Regions from separate parts of the Sus scrofa genome. Here region 1 is linked to region 2. A link is a contact called in public HiChIP or PLAC-seq data. All regions are on one chromosome and are shown on one strand. The core of a region is the stretch at or near the end of the contact, and the rest is flanking DNA. Distances in the headings are between cores, read along the strand shown.

Region 1 (5,773 bases), core at 320-2,819, 280 kb after region 2:
ATCACACTCAATAATCTTTCAAATCAAGACTAAATTGTTGTGCTTGCACTCACTCATACTGAAACTCAAGTTCTTTCACAGATTTAATAAGCTTTAACATTTAATTTGCTTAAATTATTACTTTGTTGATTTAAACAGGATGTTTATTTACTCTAGCATAGCAATAACTGAAAGAGGAAGGCTCTAAAGACAAAATATTCAATTATGTTCTACAGCAGGAATCTATACATCATAACACAATAATCGAGACAAGTGTCTTTCATCAGTCTTGGAGTTGCTGTCCATTTGTAGCAGGACACCAAAATGAAACAGCTAGGTAGTTCCCTAGTTCTTTTGAGTCACTTGAGTGTATAAACTGGGTTATCTTGATTGAACTTCAAGATTATCAGACCTTCCCCACCTTTAACATGTGTTCAAAACCATGATAGAAAATGCAGGTCCTGCAGAGATACCTATCAACTGAGTCAAATGACTCTAATACTTTAAATTATTTACACCATTTTTTCCCCTTAACCATATAGACTCTTGCTCACCCTTCCTTATTTTTAAGATGAACAATGATGCACCTGAATATTGTGAATTTTCTGAATATCTGCTGCAAACACATTAACTAGGGTACAAATGAATTTGTGGTTTCTTAATACTTGGGAATTTTCCTGTCCCATTTCTCCTTACATATGCAGAGATAAACTTTCCTGTGTAGGCATAAAATAATTTAGGTTCTAGATCTACATCTTCACAAATGACAAAAGGTATTCTAATTCCAGAGCCAGAGGAAAAAAGTGAGCAACAGGAATCCAATACCCAGAAAAAATTAAATATACTTTCTTAAAGTCTTTCAACTTAGCTCTCATTAAATAATGAAATTTAAGATGGTGTTTCTGAAATTTACATCATATAAATTCCACATATATTTTCAGAATGTATATACGTTCACATATATATGTATACACACACACACACACATACACACATATATATACATATTCAGGTTCTGCTAATTACTGGTTATATGATCTTTGGCAGTGTACTTAATCTCTGAATCTTAGTTTCCTGGCCTATAAAATAGAGATAATAACAATTACTTTATGGGGTCGTAGTGAAGTTCAAAGGGAAGAATGGATATAGAAGTAACTTGTTCATTTTAAAGACCTACATGAATGAAATTAGTGTTTGTATGTACCACCTACTATGGGTTCAAGATTAATCTCTGAATTTGGAAAGAATGTACAAGGAATACAAAGTATGGTCTCTTCCCATAACAAACTTGATCCCCCTTGGAATCAGGAAATAATTAGAAAATGAGATGAGGCTATATAAAACTAGGTTGTGTTGTCCAGGCTACATGTGCAGTAACAATTCTAAGAAAGGAGAGCTTTAAATGGGCTGGAAATTATGACCATTTTCTTTCCGAATGGAACAGGCTAAGCTTTGCCTGAACAAAGAAGCAAAGATATCTAACAGCTGCTTACCACTTTTTGTTGCTTAAAATATCAGAGGAGTATGAGGTTTAGGCAGCTCTGAGGGCTGAGTCATCTTCCTCCTAACTTGGTATTTATTCAGGATGAGGCTCTAACACTGATGACAACAGCATTCCTGACTTCTGAGCTGCTCAAAATGCTAAGATGGCTCTGAAGGTGATACAGACGCCTCATCCAGATTCCCCTGTGGTTAACACTCCCAGTTATGCTTCTGCTACCTCCTTGTTTTGTCACAATGTTTGTTTTGAATGAGAGGTCTTGACAGCTGAAGAAGAACTGAGGCCAAATGAGACATAGCCTAGATTTGCTTCTCATGATGATGCTCAAGGCTCACAGCTGAGGCAATAAGAGAAAGAGTTGGACCACGAGCCTATAATATGTACCTTTGTAGCCTGTATAACATCAAGTTCAATCAGTTCAATGCACTTGTTCAAGTTCTATGAGGACCTGTTTTGAACAAAGTTCTATAAGTGTTGGATATATAAAATTTAGTAGATAAAAGATAAACATATATTTATTATGACAATCTCACCTATATTTTGTGTTCTCAGCTAATCCAGCAGTATTTATAAACAGAGGCTATCACGATTCCTCTAGGTGAGGAGGCTAAGGCCCAGATAGGTTCGGTAATTTGCTTAAGGGCATACAATTTATGACCTGAAGAGAGAAAATTCAAACCCAGAAAATCCTGGTTCTAAAGCCTATGCTCTTTACATTTAAATCATCAGAGGGAAAAACATAAATAAATATATAAAAATACTTTTTTTAAAAGAAGGAGAAGGGCTCAGGGAGTAGAATTTTTCCACAGTTCTAGATGATGGGATATTTTCAATGAGGGAAATTGTGGAGGAGTAGGCTAAAATAAGGTTGAGGCTCTACGATGGAGGACTTTGTTAGGGTCATTACTCTGCACTCAATTATGTCATTAATGGGCAGTACCAGCAGATGACCAAATATGGTGGTGTTAGTACTATTCCTAGGTATAAGCAATAAAAGGGTACGCTGAATTTAAGTCATTCTGATTGGAATTATCATCTCATGCCTATAACTCTAAATAGTGAAGTGATAAATACTCCTTGTAAAAATAAAAACTTTTGTAAACCTTACTTTTGCTGCCATTAATGTTGCACTTTAATAATATGTAAGGTTTGATCACATTTTTATTGATTTATCATTTACTAAGCACTGCATTCTACATACAAGTTAATTCAGCCAATTCCCAGTTCTATACTTGACTACATGCATCCAAGAATAAACTGGGAATCCTTGAGTTTGCCTTGAGCAGACATAGCTGCGGTTTGAATTCAAAGAATCAAAACGTGAGTTATTTCACTTCTGTCATCCTATTGGATCACTGGAGTTTTCTAACTTTGTTTCAGTGCAAATGCATTTATAATATTTTAATTTGGAAAGTGCAACTTTTAGTTAATAGCTATAAAATATTTTACAAACTTGGACAATGTTTAAAATCACAATCATTTATTTTATTGTTTTTTTAAAAAAAAAGATTTAAAAATTATATTACCAAATGCTACATGAAAATAATTTCATCACAAGATGAAGGGTGGACATAGCGTTATAAAAATGATGCAGTTAAGGTGTCAAATATGCTAGGAATGCCACTGGGAATCACTAAATGTTTTTGATGGGAGGAGCCAAAAGAGAATGTCAAGGTGAATCGAACATCATCATTATATCTCTATGTAGTTGTATATGTGTCTAGTTACCAATATGTTGTAATTAGAGAAAGAAAAAAGCAAGGTATATTTTACCAAAACAATAAAAAATATTACATTTTAGAGAGTATTCTGGCACGGGTTCTTGCAGGCTACTTTATTTTCATGGCAGCCTGTCAATCCTATCCCAGCTAATCTCTCTGTGGAAAGCACAATTCTCTTTTTTAACCACTAGCAGAGGACACTGCATATCAAGTAGTCAATAGGAAATAATGCAATTTGAAGGGTTTTGTCACCCAATATCTTGAGACATGTCAGCTGAGTTTTTTGTTGAGGAAGCAGAGTTGTCACAACTTGTATTGTTGTTCATAATACCCCATGCACCTCCCTATGGGAGGAGTGTACATCCTTGTTCTACGGGAGACTGGCTTGGCTCCATGGCTGACTTGCTGCCCAGTGAAATGTCAGAAGATTTGAAGAGTGTTCTAGGCCAAAGTTTTGAGTCAGTCATGTTCTTCCCTCCAGTTTTTGTAATTATGAAAGCATGTCATTAATGAGCAGAAACCCTTTTTCAGCCTATGATGAATACATAACATGGACAAGCAATAAACACTGAAGTTTTAAGCCACTGAGATTTTCTGGTTATTTGTCATCACAGTACCAACTAACCCAACTTAATTGATAAAGCTGTCTGTCCATTTAGGCAGATACTCTCAAATCCGTTTCCAAATTTAGCCAGATCAGGGGAAATTTTATTCATGGAACTCATTGTAGAGATATTAGTAGAATTCCTTTTACTGAACAACATGATGTGAAGATCATTTGTATTAAGAATTACTATAGACACACCTCATGAGACTCACCCTGGTCCACACTTAAATGGATGTGGTCAAAAATTAGGGGCATTCTGCCAACACACGGAACTCTGTGAACATCTTCAAAAGAAGTGTCTGCCTAGGCTTTGTGTTAAGAATCATTATAGATCTCCTACGTAAAATGAAGTATTTTATCTCTCAAATACTGTGTATTGCATACCTGATCAAGTTATTCTTTTTCAGGTTGGCTGACAGACAGCTTAGAGCTAACTTTTTGGCAAGTATGCAAGTCCACTTTTTTTTTCTTACTTTTGACTCTATTTTACATATGTAATCTTGTGTTACTTTCTGTTTTCACAACAATTTTTTAATTGGTGTATTTAATTTTCTTAACCACTTTAAGCCCTTTAAATAAAAAGGGGGGATTTATATAAATAAATAATAAGTAAATAAATAAACAAAAGTATAAAAGAGCTTTATCATTAACATGTTACTGATTCTTTCTAAACATGTAAATGGCATGAATCTATGTTGTATCACCAAAATTGCTCCTAATAAATATTAAAATTATAGTCCCACTGAATCAATAATTAACTTCTTAGAATAGATACCCTTGAACAAAATGCTAAATACTTTATAGCCAAGTAAAATTGAAACGGTTCTTCCTTGAGGAGAAAAGTTCTATTGTTTGCATTTGCTTTAGCGTTTTTTTTGTTTGTTTTTTTTCTTTCCAGGAAGCCTTTGGGGTTCAAGGTGGACAATGTAGTTCTTTTAATGAATGAATGAAGGAGTCTAATACTTTTGCTTAATTTTGATCCTCTTCGTACTGAGTAAAACACTGGGTGCTATTAAATCACATAAAAAGGCATACTCCTGGACTTCTGGAAGTCTTCATAGCCTGGCTGAGTTTAATTCAATGGGTAAAGCAACAAACACAAGCAACTCAGAAGAGGAAAAGCTACCCTGGGCCAGCTAAGAAACCAGAGGCTGGAGGAACTCAGAACAAAAGGATGGCAATAGAAGAATAAAATTAATTGGAAGAGGATTTCTAGAGGAAGAAAAAGTTGGGCCAGGTCTATTCATCACTTTTCCTTCAAAGCTTCCCTTATCACACTTTCCTCCCTCTCCTCCATGAGACATTAAAAAACTAAACAAAACAAAAACAACAACAACAAAAACTAGCAATTAAAATGTCTGGCCCACGGAGACTGCCAGCTTAGCCTCAGACGCTACAGAAGAAGCAATCAAAAATGGGGCCTCGGGACCCCTAAGGCCTCATTCTGGTTTAGGTACGGATCTGGCATTTGTTGATAGACCCTTTCCCAGCACCAAGTATGTTGGGGTCACTGGGAAAGAGAAAACTTATGAATAAATTTGAAAGGGGGTCTGAAAATTTAGATGAATACCAAAGGAGTCCTTTGTGAAAAAATTAAGCAGTCATTGCCATAAAGGACAAACGTTTTAAGTGGCTCTGCTCCACAGCAACCTCCCAAGGCTTCCTCCAGGAGGCAGAGGCCTGGGTCTGTGTTAAATGGCTTAATTTTCTTAATCAACTATTTCATTGTGAGTTTTTAATTTCATTCCCATGCCTATTTTTTTTTTTTTCATTTTGCCATAATACAGCTTTAAGTACCGTGGCAAACATTTGACAGTTAGCTCAGCAGGTGCTGGGCTCTGCAGAGCTTACATAGCTCTACCTTTTATTAATTGGGTTTCAAAATGTGTTCTTGTATGAACAGAAGCTAAGATGGGACTATTGTACCTGTCAACATGAAGCTGGGCGAAATAAAATATTTGGAAT
Region 2 (5,733 bases), core at 14-2,513:
TCTATTTTTTTTTTTCACCTTGAAAAGAAATCCACACAGAGTTTTTATTTAGTCTCTGTGACTTGATAACTTGCGTGATTGGTTGGTCTATTTCTCTTTCCTTCTGATGGTTGTTCATTAAGTCATAAAATACTACTATAGTTGTTGTATTGAAGTAGTCAAGTGAAATAGAATATTGTTTCTCTCTTAAACGTTATTTTCTGCCAACACAGCACACTTGTCAAAGGCACTGAATATTTCAGAAATAGGCATCACATAAATATATAAATAACTAGATAAATAACTGCCAAAACACTGTACATTATTTGGAGATAAATGTGAGCGTGCTGCAAAATGCAAGATTAATACTTAACATCTTTTAGACAATGTTTTTAAGCTAAGAAGTAGGTATCATTAAGATGAGATTCTAGAACAGAATTTTATAATATTTAAAAGTTCTTATTGTTCAATGAGTATTTTCTTTCTTGCTTTTTTTTTTTTCCTTTTAGGGCTGTGTCTGTGGCATATGGAAATTCCTAGGCTAGGGGCTGAATCAGAGCTACAGCTGCTGGCCTACACCACAACCACAGGAACACCAGATCCCAACCCACTGAGCAGGCCAGGGATCAAACCCATATCCTCATGGATATTAGTCAGATTCGTTTCCGCTGAGCCACAACAGAACTCCCAGTGAGTATTTTCTAATAGCTAAGTAAAAATATAGCATGATCCAACTCTGTAAAAAGACTGAATGATTAAATAATTATAAAAATCAAAGACCCCTCTGTTCATGTTAGGAAGCATTTTGAGCTGCACTGTAAATAAGGGCTGGAAAGAACATCTTCAACTCAAGAAGCAATTAAGACCAATGCAGCATCGTTTTTGGAAAGCTAAAATGATTATGAGCTTGAATATGAAAATTATAATGCCCAGTTCTCTCAGACAAATGTTGTAGATACCATAAATTAGACACCTATGGTTGAGAAAAAGAAGATCAAACAAATATTGTGGGCCTTGAATCATGACAAGTCAATGCAATAGTGTGTTTTATTTTGGAGGGCAATTCCATATGTTAGTAGGCCAGATCTGTCAGGTCCACTGGCAGGCCATCCTGCTGTGCTTATCCTGAGTGTAACACACATCATGCAGGGATTTGGATGTAGAGAAACCAGGGATACTTCCACTATGTGTCATGATCATGAGAAGGGCAGAGCCTGGCTGCTGTTGACAGTCAGGGATAGTATGAGCTGGCTTTCTGGAATGGTAGCAGCAGAAAATTCAGTCAACATATTTTGACCTTCAGAGTTATTCAGGCACATTCTGATCTCACCAAATGGGCTGATAAGGGTGAAGTACAAACTTGGCGTCCAACAGCTGTTTCCAAACAACCAATTGGAGGCGGGGCAAAAGATTGCTTTTTTCTGTTTTTAGATACAGTCTGTGCCTTTCAAGGCTAAGACTTCAACAGCAATTTTTCCATTGCATAAAACACAAAGAGCTATCCTTTTAAATGTATCAGCACACAGCAAGGCAATGAAAAAAAAAAAAAAAGGAAGGAAAAGAAAGAAAGAATAACTTAAATGCTATGGGGTGAAACCAACCAGGATCTGAGGCCAAAGCACTATGTGAACATTAGATTATGCAGTTGATTCAATTCAAATTCAAGTCAAGCTGGTTCAATGTTTCACTTAAAATCTTTTGTCCTTTTTTGCTTGTTCCTTATCATGAAATCTGATCTATTTGTAGGTTTAATGCAGGGGACAGGGAAAAGGCTGACCTAACCTTAGTATTATAGGGGATTGCACTAAATGTGGGAGTGAGAGCAATAATTCCACAGCTTCCTACTTGGAAATGGGCCCAGCTTGAAGAAATAAAAATAGAAGTGTCTGAATGCAACTAAAAAGCTCAGCCACATGGAATTAAAATGCCAGTTCCCTTCAGCCTTTCTTTTTCTTTTTCCCCAGTCATCAGAATTTCAGAGCCTACAAATTAAAAGGCTCCTGCAGTCAGTATCTTTTTTGGTTACCCATCGCTTGAAGTGACATTGATCCAATATGACTGCGTATCTAGTATGCAGTATACTATATGTACATATACTGCATATACAACATACAATAGCTTAAACCCTATTATTCTCATTTCTTCTAAACAACGATCAGGTTTAAAATGTAAATAAATATATAAATATGCCTAAGGGGCACTTAAACTCCAGGATAGTAATTAGTTAGCAGATGGTCATCCTTATGATTCCAGAATGTACTTATATTAACTTTCTTTACTTTCTAAATAAACACAACACTTCAAATTGAAAAAGGAAAAAAAAAATTCCTAATGTTTTACCAATCTCTGGTTCTAATTTGCCCAAGGGCTGCATTTAGCATATTTTCAGTATCATATATTCAAAGTAGAAGAACTGGAAACAAAAAACAGATTTAGGAAACTAAGAGTTACCATTCGCATGCAGGAGATGATAATTTGGTGTATCCCATGATCACTACATACCTTAATTGTTTTTATGAATACGTCCATGTTTTAACTGATGTCTTCTGAATAATAGATATATCTTGATCCTTTCAGAAAAAAATGAACTTCTCTTTCTCTCCAGCATATGCTAGTGTGTTTTGCCTGAACAGGATGTCTTTGAAATTAAGGGGCATTCTTTGCTTAAAAGAGGTATTTAGGGTGCAAGGAGGAATGAGAATCTGACCCAGGCCATTTTAAACCCATGTTTATCTAGCCTTCATCATTTTCTCCTTTAACATATGAATATAGTTTCCAAAACCACAAACCTCACAAGTGTTTAGATCCCAGACTTGTAAACAGGTTTGATTTCCTTTTATTGAGCGTCTTCCTTCCTCATCCCTTATTGCATTCAGCTGGCTCTAATTCCTTTTCATGTACTTAAAGAAATGAAATATTTTGTCTGAATTAAGAATAATCATGTGTTTGAGAAGATCAATCATGAAACAACAGAAAAGTGAATTGTTTTCAATGGATCTGTTTACAGTGACTGAGCAACTAGGGTTTAGATGAATAAATAAAAAGGCCAGTAATTTTATTGAGTTATATTGTTCAATTTCAATTGTGTCTCTTAACATAAACAGCTCAGTGATTGATGTATTATTGAATATTTGAGGAGTGTGTCTGTAATGAATATGTTTATGAATGACCCTCTGAAAGTAAATCAATGTTAGAAAGAGACCTTTGTTGATTTGTTAGAGTTTAGATGATTGCAAATTAAACTTTAAAATGTCCAGATTTTAACACTGAGTGCTTTCATATTTAAAAGGGGAAATACAAGTACTAGAAAAGCAAAAGAGCCAATGATTTATAGAAAAAAGAAAGAAAAAAGAATTCTTATTAACCTTTCTCAGCATCCAAGGTCATTATTTGGAACCATCCTTAAGAACATCATCACATCATCATGACCTAGCCAAATAAATTAGTGTCTTTACCCAAACATGTTTTTCTTTTAAAATTATGCAATTATTAACAGTCAGTAAATCCACTTACTATTCTATACAATGGATCAACTCTCTCTGTGAAAAACACCACTCTTCACAAGCTACTGAACTGAATTTTCTCTTGAGCTTCATAGATGTCCAATCTAAATTGATTGACAAGGCTAGGACTCAACATCTTTTTTTATGGATATCCAATTGCAGAATCCCTTACATCTTCTTCCTTTTATCTTTTATAAAATTCATGATTTCCTTGAATTGCTCTATTTCTCCAAAGCCTGTGACTTGATCCAACACACTAATAAATCCTGGATGTGTATTTTCCATCATCCATGGAACAGCTGCTTATAAACCCCACACATAAATGGGATGCTTCCATAATAACCAAGTTGGGGAATGCCTGGAAAATTCAACCGACTGTTATCCTCAATCATGAGGATGTAAAATCTGTTGCTACAGCTCAGGGTTGGACTAGGATGTCTCTAGGACAAAGTGCTGGAATGTGATCTCTCTTTTGGTGATATCTCTCTTCCTCTTCACCTCTCTCTAATGTTATCTCTTCCCAGATTCTGTACTTAATCTCTTTTCTTTCTGTATATCCACATATTCAAAAATATCATCCAATCATATGTATACAACTCCTAAATTGGTAACTCAATACTAAATTTTCTCAAGCTATTTCTATCTTATGTTTTCAGCTGCCTGCTACTTTTCCCACTAATCAACATTTTTTAATGCCAGTTATTTTTCCTGACTTCTCTGTTTCTATAAATTTGCAAAAATTCTCCTAGTTGGCTCAAAACGCAGAAGTGGCTTTTCTATTTCCTTTCTCTACCTACTACCATTACATTTACATTTTATCCCACAATCTGTAGAGTCTTTTTATATTTACATGAGTTTTGGGTTTGTTGTTGTTGTTGTTGTTGTTGTTGTTGCTGTTGTTGTTTGTTTTGCTTTCTAGGGCCACACTCACAGCATATATAAATTCCGAGACTAGGGGTCGAATCAGAGCTGTAGATGCCAGCCTACACCATAGCCACATCAATGTGAGATCCGAGCTGCATCTGAGACTTACACCGAAGCTCATAGCAACACTGGTTTGTTTACCCACTGAGCAAGGCCAAGGATAGAACCTGCATCCTCATGGATACTAGTCAGATTTGTTCCTGCTGCGCCACAATGGGAACTCCCTATTTCCATGTCATTATTTCATTGTGAGAATAAACATGTGAAGTATGGAAGAAATAATGGCACAGGAGCTTGCTAATCAGAGTCAGGTTCATGGACCAGTAGTATGGGTATCCCCTGGAAACTTTTTTCTAAGAAAATGAAGAAATTCAGTCCCCATTCCAGACCAGCTAAATCAGAATCTACATTCTAATAAGATTGTAAGTAATGCTACATATACTATTTTTAGCATTGTCCTAAGAAATGTAATAACTTTGCTTAAGCGACAACAGTCAAGTAAGTGGCTGAACCAAAATTGAGAACAACATATTCTAACTTCAAGTCCCAAACCTTAATGCATTGCTATTCAAAATGTGGCCCTCAGAACAGCAGCATCAGCATCATGACGGAAATTTCTCACAATGCAAATTACTGGGTTTTACCTTAGATCACTAAATTTCTGGATGTGGGACTAAGGAGTCAGTGCAATTACAAATTCTCCGAATGATTCTTACACATGTCATAGTGTGAGAAGAACTACTCATATAATATATGCCTCCTAAGTTCAATTATGTGTCTCTTGTCTTTTCATCCTGCCCTATTTTTTTTTTTTTTTTTTTTTTTTTTTAGGGCCAAATGTGTGGTATATGGAATTTCCCAGGCTAGGGGTTAAATCAGAGCTGCTTCTGACAGCCTACACCACAGCCACTGCAACACAGGATCTAAGCCATGTCTTCAACCTACACCACAGCACACTGCAATGCCAGATAATTAACCCACTGAGCAAGGCCAAGGATCAACCTGCATCCTCATGGATACTAGTCAGGTCTGCTGAAGCTACAAGGGGAACCTCCCATTCTATCCTTTTTATGTCCTTTATATTCCCATTTTGATGTAAGCTGATAAACATCTTAGCCTTCTTTAACCAACTAACATAGTTGCGTAGTTGCATGTCTCTCTTAATTACTCATTATGCATTCATTTATCAAGTCAAGAAATATTTCAGTGCCTTAGATAATGCAGAAATGTCAGTGGCTCTCCACTATCTCCTAAAGAAAGGCAGTTTTCTTCCTTGCTCTTGGTGAACCTCCTGTGTATCCTCAAACTCTCCCTCTTTATATCTCCT

The links. HiChIP or PLAC-seq counts read pairs in DNA pulled down with a chosen protein or histone mark.
Region 1: an H3K27ac HiChIP or PLAC-seq map of skeletal muscle shows a contact between it and region 2, with 3 times the contacts expected there. The contact joins two enhancer-like sites. A contact is called at or near these places in 2 of 47 Hi-C or Micro-C datasets (heart right ventricle and retroperitoneal adipose tissue) and 1 of 2 datasets of contacts at active chromatin or transcription factors (skeletal muscle).

Annotation. Positions count from the first base shown.
Region 1 is chr1:24,805,717-24,811,489 of Sscrofa11.1, forward strand. All of the region lies in intron 2 of LOC110259987 (a long non-coding RNA gene), which reads right to left. Among named protein-coding and RNA genes, the nearest start is that of CITED2, 350 kb to the right of the region's middle. Within about 2 kb of position 1,570, at least 18 of the 83 cell types and tissues checked have an H3K27ac peak or open chromatin away from gene starts, as enhancers often do. A contact at or near this core is called in skeletal muscle, where this site is marked.
Region 2 is chr1:24,529,403-24,535,135 of Sscrofa11.1, forward strand. No RefSeq gene overlaps it. Among named protein-coding and RNA genes, the nearest start is that of CITED2, 620 kb to the right of the region's middle. Within about 2 kb of position 1,264, at least 28 of the 83 cell types and tissues checked have an H3K27ac peak or open chromatin away from gene starts, as enhancers often do. A contact at or near this core is called in skeletal muscle, where this site is marked.